Linked DNA regions of Pan troglodytes: region 1 is linked to region 2. Evidence: chromatin contacts called from public Hi-C data. All regions are on one chromosome and are shown on one strand. The core of a region is the stretch at or near the end of the contact, and the rest is flanking DNA. Distances in the headings are between cores, read along the strand shown. Region 1 holds the start of ABTB3 (ankyrin repeat and BTB domain containing 3). Region 2 has its middle 42 kb from the start of CRY1.

The links. Hi-C and Micro-C count contacts between places; a contact is called where the count stands out from the background.
Region 1: a Hi-C map of induced pluripotent stem cells shows a contact between it and region 2, with 2.0 times the contacts expected there. The contact joins the promoter of ABTB3 here to the enhancer-like site in region 2. A contact is called at or near these places in 3 of 7 Hi-C or Micro-C datasets (induced pluripotent stem cells and stem cell-derived neural progenitor cells), 1 of 1 datasets of contacts at active chromatin or transcription factors (stem cell-derived excitatory neurons) and 1 of 1 other capture datasets (stem cell-derived neural stem cells).

The regions. Positions count from the first base shown.
Region 1 is chr10:114,125,276-114,129,059 of NHGRI_mPanTro3-v2.0_pri, reverse strand. It overlaps ABTB3 (ankyrin repeat and BTB domain containing 3), which reads right to left and starts at 1,882. Exons shown (of 15, transcript XM_016924110.4): 1 at 204-1,882. The coding sequence starts at 1,329.
Region 2 is chr10:113,943,476-113,947,190 of NHGRI_mPanTro3-v2.0_pri, reverse strand. No RefSeq gene overlaps it. Among named protein-coding and RNA genes, the nearest start is that of CRY1, 42 kb to the right of the region's middle. Within about 2 kb of position 2,415, at least 1 of the 24 cell types and tissues checked has an H3K27ac peak or open chromatin away from gene starts, as enhancers often do. A contact at or near this core is called in induced pluripotent stem cells, where this site is marked.

The DNA.
Region 1 (3,784 bases), core at 633-3,132, 180 kb before region 2:
ACCAGCAGCGTAAAATACGCGCACCCGAGTGCAGGAGGAAACAGGCAACCTCTTGTTCTGGCTACCTCCAGCCCGGCCGCCTCCTCAGCGGCTTGGGACAGCAGCGCGTGGCTGGGAAGACGCGGGAGGGGGACGCGAGGCAAACTTGCGCCAAGAGTTGGTCAGGTTGGGTGAGAGGGAGTGGCACCTGCGCAGACACTTACCGCTGGCGTTCTTCCCGCAGATCAGGTGCTGGTAGGGCTGCAGGAGACCCCAGATCTCCGAGTCGTTGTTGACCGTGTGCTCCAGGGTCTCCACGGTGAACTTGGGCGCCTCGTGGAGCGCATGGTGGTGGTGATGGTGGTGGTTGGCGGCGGCTGCCGGCGGGACTGCGGCGGCCGGCGGGGCGCAACAGCTGCTGCCCCCGCTGGCGCTGCTGGCTGCGCTGCAGGCGCCGCCGCTTGCCGCTCCTCCCCCGGGCGCCTCCCGCTCTTTATCCGCCGCGGGGGCCGCACCAGGGCCCGAGCTCGGGCCTGGGCCGGAGCCCGAGCCTGACCCAGGGCCACTGCAGCTCCGGGGCACCCCGGAGGCCACGACCCGCGAGTAGATGTCCCGGAAGAGGCTCTCCATGCAGGCTGTCAGGTAGATGGCGGCGTGCTCGTGGATGCGCAGCGCCACGCGGCTGTCCACCATCCAGCGATACACGCGGCCCACGGAGAAGGTGAGGCCGCAGCGTGCCGACTTGCCGCGGCCCAGGCGGTCGCCGCCGGCGCTGCTCATGTTGTAGAGGGACAGTGCGGCCAGCGCAGCCGCCGTACAGTGCGCGGCCAGGCCCCAGGACAGCACGATCTCCATGGCGCTCTGGATCTCGTACTTGGTGCACTTGGCGAAGCGCAGGCTCAGGCGCTGCGCCTCTTTGGCTATGCGCACCAGCGCCCGGCTCACCAGCGTCGACAGCTTGGCCAGCGCGTCCTTGGGCAGGCCGCCGGGGACCGCCGGGCCTGCCCGGGGATCCCGCGAACGCAGCAGCAGCGCCTCCAGCTCCTGGAGAGTCCAGGGGACCTCGTCTAGGTCCGGCAGCAGCCGCGAGCAGTGCTGGCCGGCGCAGTCCAGCCCCTCGGAGTCTTCCACCAGGGCAGTGTTGACGGTGTCAAAGCTGTTGTGCCGGCTGTGCATGGAGTCAGCTAGAGGCGGCCAGCAGCTCCCGCCATACGGGGACGCCGGGTGCGAGTCGGAACAGCACAAAGACAAGTTGGAGGAGCGCACCGAGTCCGCCGCGCCACCATAACCCGAGTCCAGCGTCAGATCCTCCAGCGTTCTCACCACGGGCTTCTTACCTCTCCTGGCCATCGCTGCGCCACTTCATGCTGCAGCCGCCTGGGAGCCAAAGGGAAGGAGCGGCGAGGAGCAGCGAGTGCCGCGGGGCGCGGGGAGAGCCGAGTCCGCGCCGCCTCGGCTCACTTTTCCACCAGCCGCTGCTACCAACTGTTAGTACTTTCGGCTGCCTCCCGGAACTGCCGCCGCTGGAATATACAGAGCAGACCCTGGAGTCATCTTCCAGAGTCCGGGCCGGAGCTGGGCGCAATGGAGAGCGAGCCAGGCCGGGAAGGAAGCTCCCGCCGGGGCTTGCCCCTTTCTTCCAAAATAAAAAGTGTCTAGACCGCTCCTCCCTGAGCCCCGCTGGGCGCAGTAGCCACCGGGCGCCGGCCACGGTGTTCGTGGGACTGAGACCACCCCAGATGCCGCCGCCGCCGCAGCTCCGCGGGCAGCTGGCTCCCGGCTCCCGGCTCCCAGTTCCCGGCCCTGGTTCGCTCGGCGCCAGCCTGCCCTGCACCGGAGCGCAGCAGCGGCCGTGGCGGCTGCAAACCTTGCCGAACCCCAGCAAACCCCGGGCAGCCAGTGGGACGGGCGTATGCAAAGCAGGGGCGGCGGAGAGCCAGTGGAATCGGAGAATGCTAATTACCTCGCTTTTTTTTTTTTTAAATCCCTCCTCCCCATGCGGCCCCGCCCCTCACACACGCCCCCGGCGGACACCGAGGCTGCAGGAAGTGGGGAGCAGTGGCCAGGGACTTGGGGGACTCTTGCAAGCGTAGAGACGTGGATGCTGCCCCCTGCTGCTGTCCCTGCCCTCATTCTCCCGGAGGGTGGTGGGTTGGGCCGGTGACCTCCCCACCTAGGTGTGCTCTCCACCGCGGTTCACAAGGTGTCTGCCTGACGGTCGCTCTCTCCCCTGCGTTTCGCATTTCACTTTTTTCCCCCCTGTAACACCTGAAACATGGTTTTCCTCCCTCTCTATTCCCACTTCGGGTACGCAAACCAATTAGTGCGGCCCTCTTTCAGCCGGGGTTTGCTCCAGCATGGAGGGAAATAAGCCTGTCGAGCGGAGGCCCGGGGCGGTGGACACCACTGGGAGGCCGGATCTCCGGCCATTCGCCACCTGCCACTAGGGCTCGTTAACTCGATTCCTTTCAGCAGCCAGGAGGACCCTGTCCCTGCTTCAAAGTCCTGGGCGTGTGCTGCAGGGAGGGCTCAAGCACCACTTTGCCATCCTGGTGGGCATCTTTCCAAATAGCTCGGCCTTCTTAAAAGGAGTAAATTTGCCCAAAGGAGAATCTTCTTTCCTGACTAAAGAAAGATATAATATATATATGCATGGCTTAGCTGCATTCCTGTGTCAAATAGCATCGTGTCATCTACTTGTCTGTCCCCACCCACCCAGGCAGAAACCATATCTTACACACATGGGGATTCCTAGCTCCGCACACTGTGTCTCTCAGCTTAGAATCCCCTCCTATAGGAAGCTGGCCCAGATGTTTCAAGACTGGCTTCGGTGCTTCCACTGCCTCCATCCCCTTCTGTGGTTGCTGATTTCTGGGCCCTTGCAACACTAGGTTGCAAAAGCCTGGTTACTTGTCTGGATTCTACACTGGGCTAGGGGTTCCCATGCATAGTCCTGGCACAGTATAAGTGCTCAGTAAATATTTGTTGTAAATTGATGAAGGACGTAAGGATATGCTTTTAAATTGTTGCTTTGAATGTTCAACAATGGCCAACAGGTATATGCAAATATGCTCAACATCGCTAATCATTCGGGAGATGCAAATCAAAACCACAATGAAATATCACTGCACACCTGTAAGGATGGCTATTATCAAAAAGTCAAAAGATAACAAGTGTTGGCAAGGATGTGGAAAAAAGAGAACCTTTGTACACTGATGGTGGGGTGTAAATGAGTACAGCCATTATGGAAAACAGCACGGAGGTTCCCAAAAATAAAAATAGAACTACCATGTGATCCAGCAATCCCACTTCTGAGTATACACCCAAAGAAAATAAAATCTCAGTCGAGTGCAGTGGCTCACACCTGTAATGCCAGCACTTTGGGAGGTTGAGGCGGGCAGATCACTTGAGGTCAGGAGTTGGAGACCAGCCAGACCAACATGGTGAAACCCCATCTTTACTAAAAATACAAAAATTTGCCAGGCATGGTGGTGCACACCTGTAGTCCCAGCTACTTGGGAGGCTGAAGCACAAGAATTGCTTGAACCCAGGAGGCAGAGGTTGCAGTGAGCCAAGATTGCACCACTGCACCTCAGCCTGGGTGACAGAGTGAGACTCCATCTCAAAAGAAAGAAAAAAAAAAAAAGGAAAAGAACATCTCTGTCTTGAAGGGAGAGATGCACTTCCATGTTCATTGCAGTTTATTCACAATAACCAAGATGTGGAAACATATCTAAGTGTCCATCCACAGATAAATGGGTAAAGACAATGTGGTGTGTATATATCTGCAATGGAATATTATTCA
Region 2 (3,715 bases), core at 1,166-3,665:
ATATATGACACAGTTTCTCCCATATTCCATATTCAGAGTTCATGAGGCCAGAAGCCAACAGATGAAAATGGGAGTGGCATCACTCACTACTACCCCTAGCAACCCACTAGCAAAATTTTTGCTTTCTGTTCCCACAACTTTATCCTCTTCTGGCCTAGATGTCTTAGACGTCTTTTTCCTGAGAGGGAAGAATGCTTCCACCAAGAGACACAAAAATTATTTCACTTAACTGGAACTTAAGACTGCTGATTGGCTACTTTGGGCTCCTCATGACTCTAGTTGGGGTGATTGATCCTGACTACCAAGAGAAATTGGACGAGTACTTCACAGTGGAGGTGAGGAAGAACATGGCTGGAATATAGGAGATCCCTTATGATATCTCTTAGTATTACCATGCCCTGTGATTAAGGCCAAAGGAAAACTACAGCAACCTAATCCAGGCAGGACTACTAACGGCCCAGACTCTCCAGGAATGAAGTTTTGGGTTACCCACCAGGTAAAGAACCACAACCAGCTGACGTGCTTGTTGAAGGCAAAGGGGATACAGAATAAGTAATGGAAGAAGGTAGTTATAAAGACCAGGTATGACCACCTGGCCAGTTACAGAAACAAAGACTATAATTGCCAAGAGTATTTTCTCTTTATTTTGTTATAAATATGTTTATGTGTATGTCAAATATCTTTGTTTTCTTCCCTCTTCTATTCCCTTATCATCCAACATAGATATATTAACTTTGTGTCATAGTATTTAAGTATTATTAATTTTACATCATAGTATTAAGTTATGGGATATCAAGGAGAAGAGTAAATATCACTCAAGGACTTCTCTTCTAGAGAAGGAGTTCGTGCCTTTTTGGCTGTATGAAGATTAGTTGGCAGAACTGGTAGAATTATAACCTTGATATTGTCTTCATTTGGAGATTAAGTATGGTTTAAGAAGATGATGACAAGGGGTAGATTGTGATGGTTAATTTTCTATGTCAACTTGACTGTGCCGTGGGGTGCCCAGATATTTGGTTGTATTAATCCATTTCACACTGCTGTAAAGAACTACTTGAGACTGGGTAATTTATAAAGGAAAGAGTGAGTGGAGATCCAGCCTGGGTGACAGAAAGAGACACTGTCTCAGAAAAAGAAAAAAAAATGGAATCACTTGGTTTACATCGTTTACATAGTTGCTTACATTTTTATAGTCCATATTTCAGGACTGCAGAGACTTGATCTCTCTTGTTCACTGCTGTATTTCCCAGTGCCTAAAACAGTGTCTGGCCACAGCAGGAACTTGAAAAAGATGTACAAAATAAATAAAACAGCATACAACTAGTAGTAATAATGAAACAAGTAATACTAAGACTAATGCCTTTCTTTGTATAATGTTGTGTTGTTTCAAAGCACTTTCAAATATGGAGCTATATATAGAGTAGAATTTTTAGGGCCATTCTATAGGCTGAGGTTCAAAGCTGAAGACAAATGACACTAGATAGCCCCATATTCCAAGCTCAAGGAGCTTTCTAGAAGCCATTAGCCATTGAAATCATCTGCCTTCCTGCAGAGTTTGCTGAAAAGGCACCAGAACTGGTACAAATACTTCCATCTACTACCAGTCACCCCTCACATAGGACTCAATGGCCAAAAGAGTCCATTGACTCTTATGAAGCTGAGGCGATCCTCCCACTTCAGCCTCCCAGGTAGCTAGAAATATAGGTCTGTGCCACTATGCCTGGCTAATTTTTGTATTTTTTATAGAGACAGAGTTTTGGCATGTTGCCCAGGCTGGTCTCTAACTCCTGAGCTCAAGTGATCCACCTGCCTTGGCCTTCCAAAGTGCTGAGATTACTGGCATGAGCCACCGCACCTGGCCCCAGCATTTTTTCTAAATAATATGAAGGAACTAGAGCAAAGTGCCGAGGTAGGGAGAGGCAGGGAGAGAAAAACATCACTGGCCTTAAAGAAAGTGCAGTGTTTGTGGGGAGAGAACATTCTCTCCTCTAAGCCAGGAATACCTCTTGTGATGTTAGGTGTTATTGACTGAATTATGTTCTCCCAAAATTCACATGTTGAAGCCCTAACCCCAACACACTGGTATTTGGAGATAGACCCTTTGGGAGATAACTCAGTTCAGATGAGATCATGAGGGTGGGGCCCTCATGATGGGATTAGTACCCTTATAAGAAGAGGAAAAGGCACCAGAGAGCTTGCTCTTTGCCATGTGAGGACACAGTAAGAACACAACCATCTGCAGGCCAGAACAAGGCCCTCACTAGAACCCGACCATGCTGGCACCCTGATCTCAGACTGCCAGCCCCCAGAACTGTGAGAAGTAAATTTCTGTTGTTTAAGCCACCCTGTGTATGCTACTTTTTGTTATGGTAGCCTGAGCAGATTAAGACATTAGGGGAGCTTGCAAGACAAAGAGCTTCCCATTTCCTGGTGGGTTGTTTGCTGATCTCTGGTACCTGCTGGGCCAGTCATCAAGCTGCCCCCAAGCATTCTCTGGTGAGAGAGAGCTCTTGGAGAATGTTCTAAAAACCCAGGAATAGCCCATAAACCTTCTCATTTCTCTCCTCACTATGGGAAAAAAGAGTAGGTGCCTGAAATGTGCAGTCTTGTATTTGGGGGACTTTAGAAACAGACTGGTGCTTACTTAACTTCTTACTGAAGTTGGATATCTTGGTGGGATAGCCCATACCCACAGGGCTGGAAATATCCATGGTGCAGTGTGGTGTGGCTGGAAAGAAGACAGTGAAGGCCCACCCCATACCTGTTCTCTGTGGCCTTTAGAGGGTGCAGAAGAGGAATTTGGAAATTTCTGTGTCTCCACTGGGTAAAGCAATACCAAGGCAAGAAGAGCAAGAATCTTTGAGCAGCCCTGATGACCCCTGGACCAGATGATGGAATGTCAACCAGGGAAAGTGGTCCCCAGTGGGAGAGGAGACCCAATACCACTCCAAAGAAAAACATGCACACCACCTGTGAGGAGACCACCACTCCAACAGAGGGCGCTAGCATCAGATAGACCCAAATAGAACTGGAAGGAAGACAGAGGCACAACTTTTCCCTACCCCTGGTGGCCTTGCGGGCAATCACAGAAGAATACCTCTGCTTCCTGTAACCTTCCTCCTTGCCCTCAATTACACAAGAACTGGGGGGGAGGAGGGGGGAATGGGGGCAGGGCAATGACCTCAGAGCCATCTCTGGTCTTTGGTCTTCCACTCCAGGCTCCCAGGGCTGCAAAAGAGAATGATCTACCTGGGGCCAGGAACAGAACTTTTAATCAAGCTTGATATTGGGGTCATGAAAATAAACTGCGCTGTGTCTTAAACTCTGAGACAAGATTGCCCACATCACAAGGTGACTAGGAAGTTATTAAATCTGTCCAAGCTATCACCAAGGGAGCACTATCCCCAGGAAAAGAGCAATACAACATAGCACAGTTGGAAGCAATGATTGGGGAAAATAAAACTACTTCATGGCATTATACCCAAAGGGATTGAGACCCTTCAGATAATTGATTGCATACACACCGTTAGAAATTTGAGCCTCAAAATTGTTCTTTGAAGTTAGTTACTATTATCCCATTTGACAGATGAGAAAAGAGAGACCCAAGAATCCTGTTAAATTACTTGTCCAAGGTCACAAAGCTAATAAGTAGCAGAACCAACAGCTCAGCTATAAGTCCAATGGTCTTTTCAGTGACAACCAAGTCACCATTACC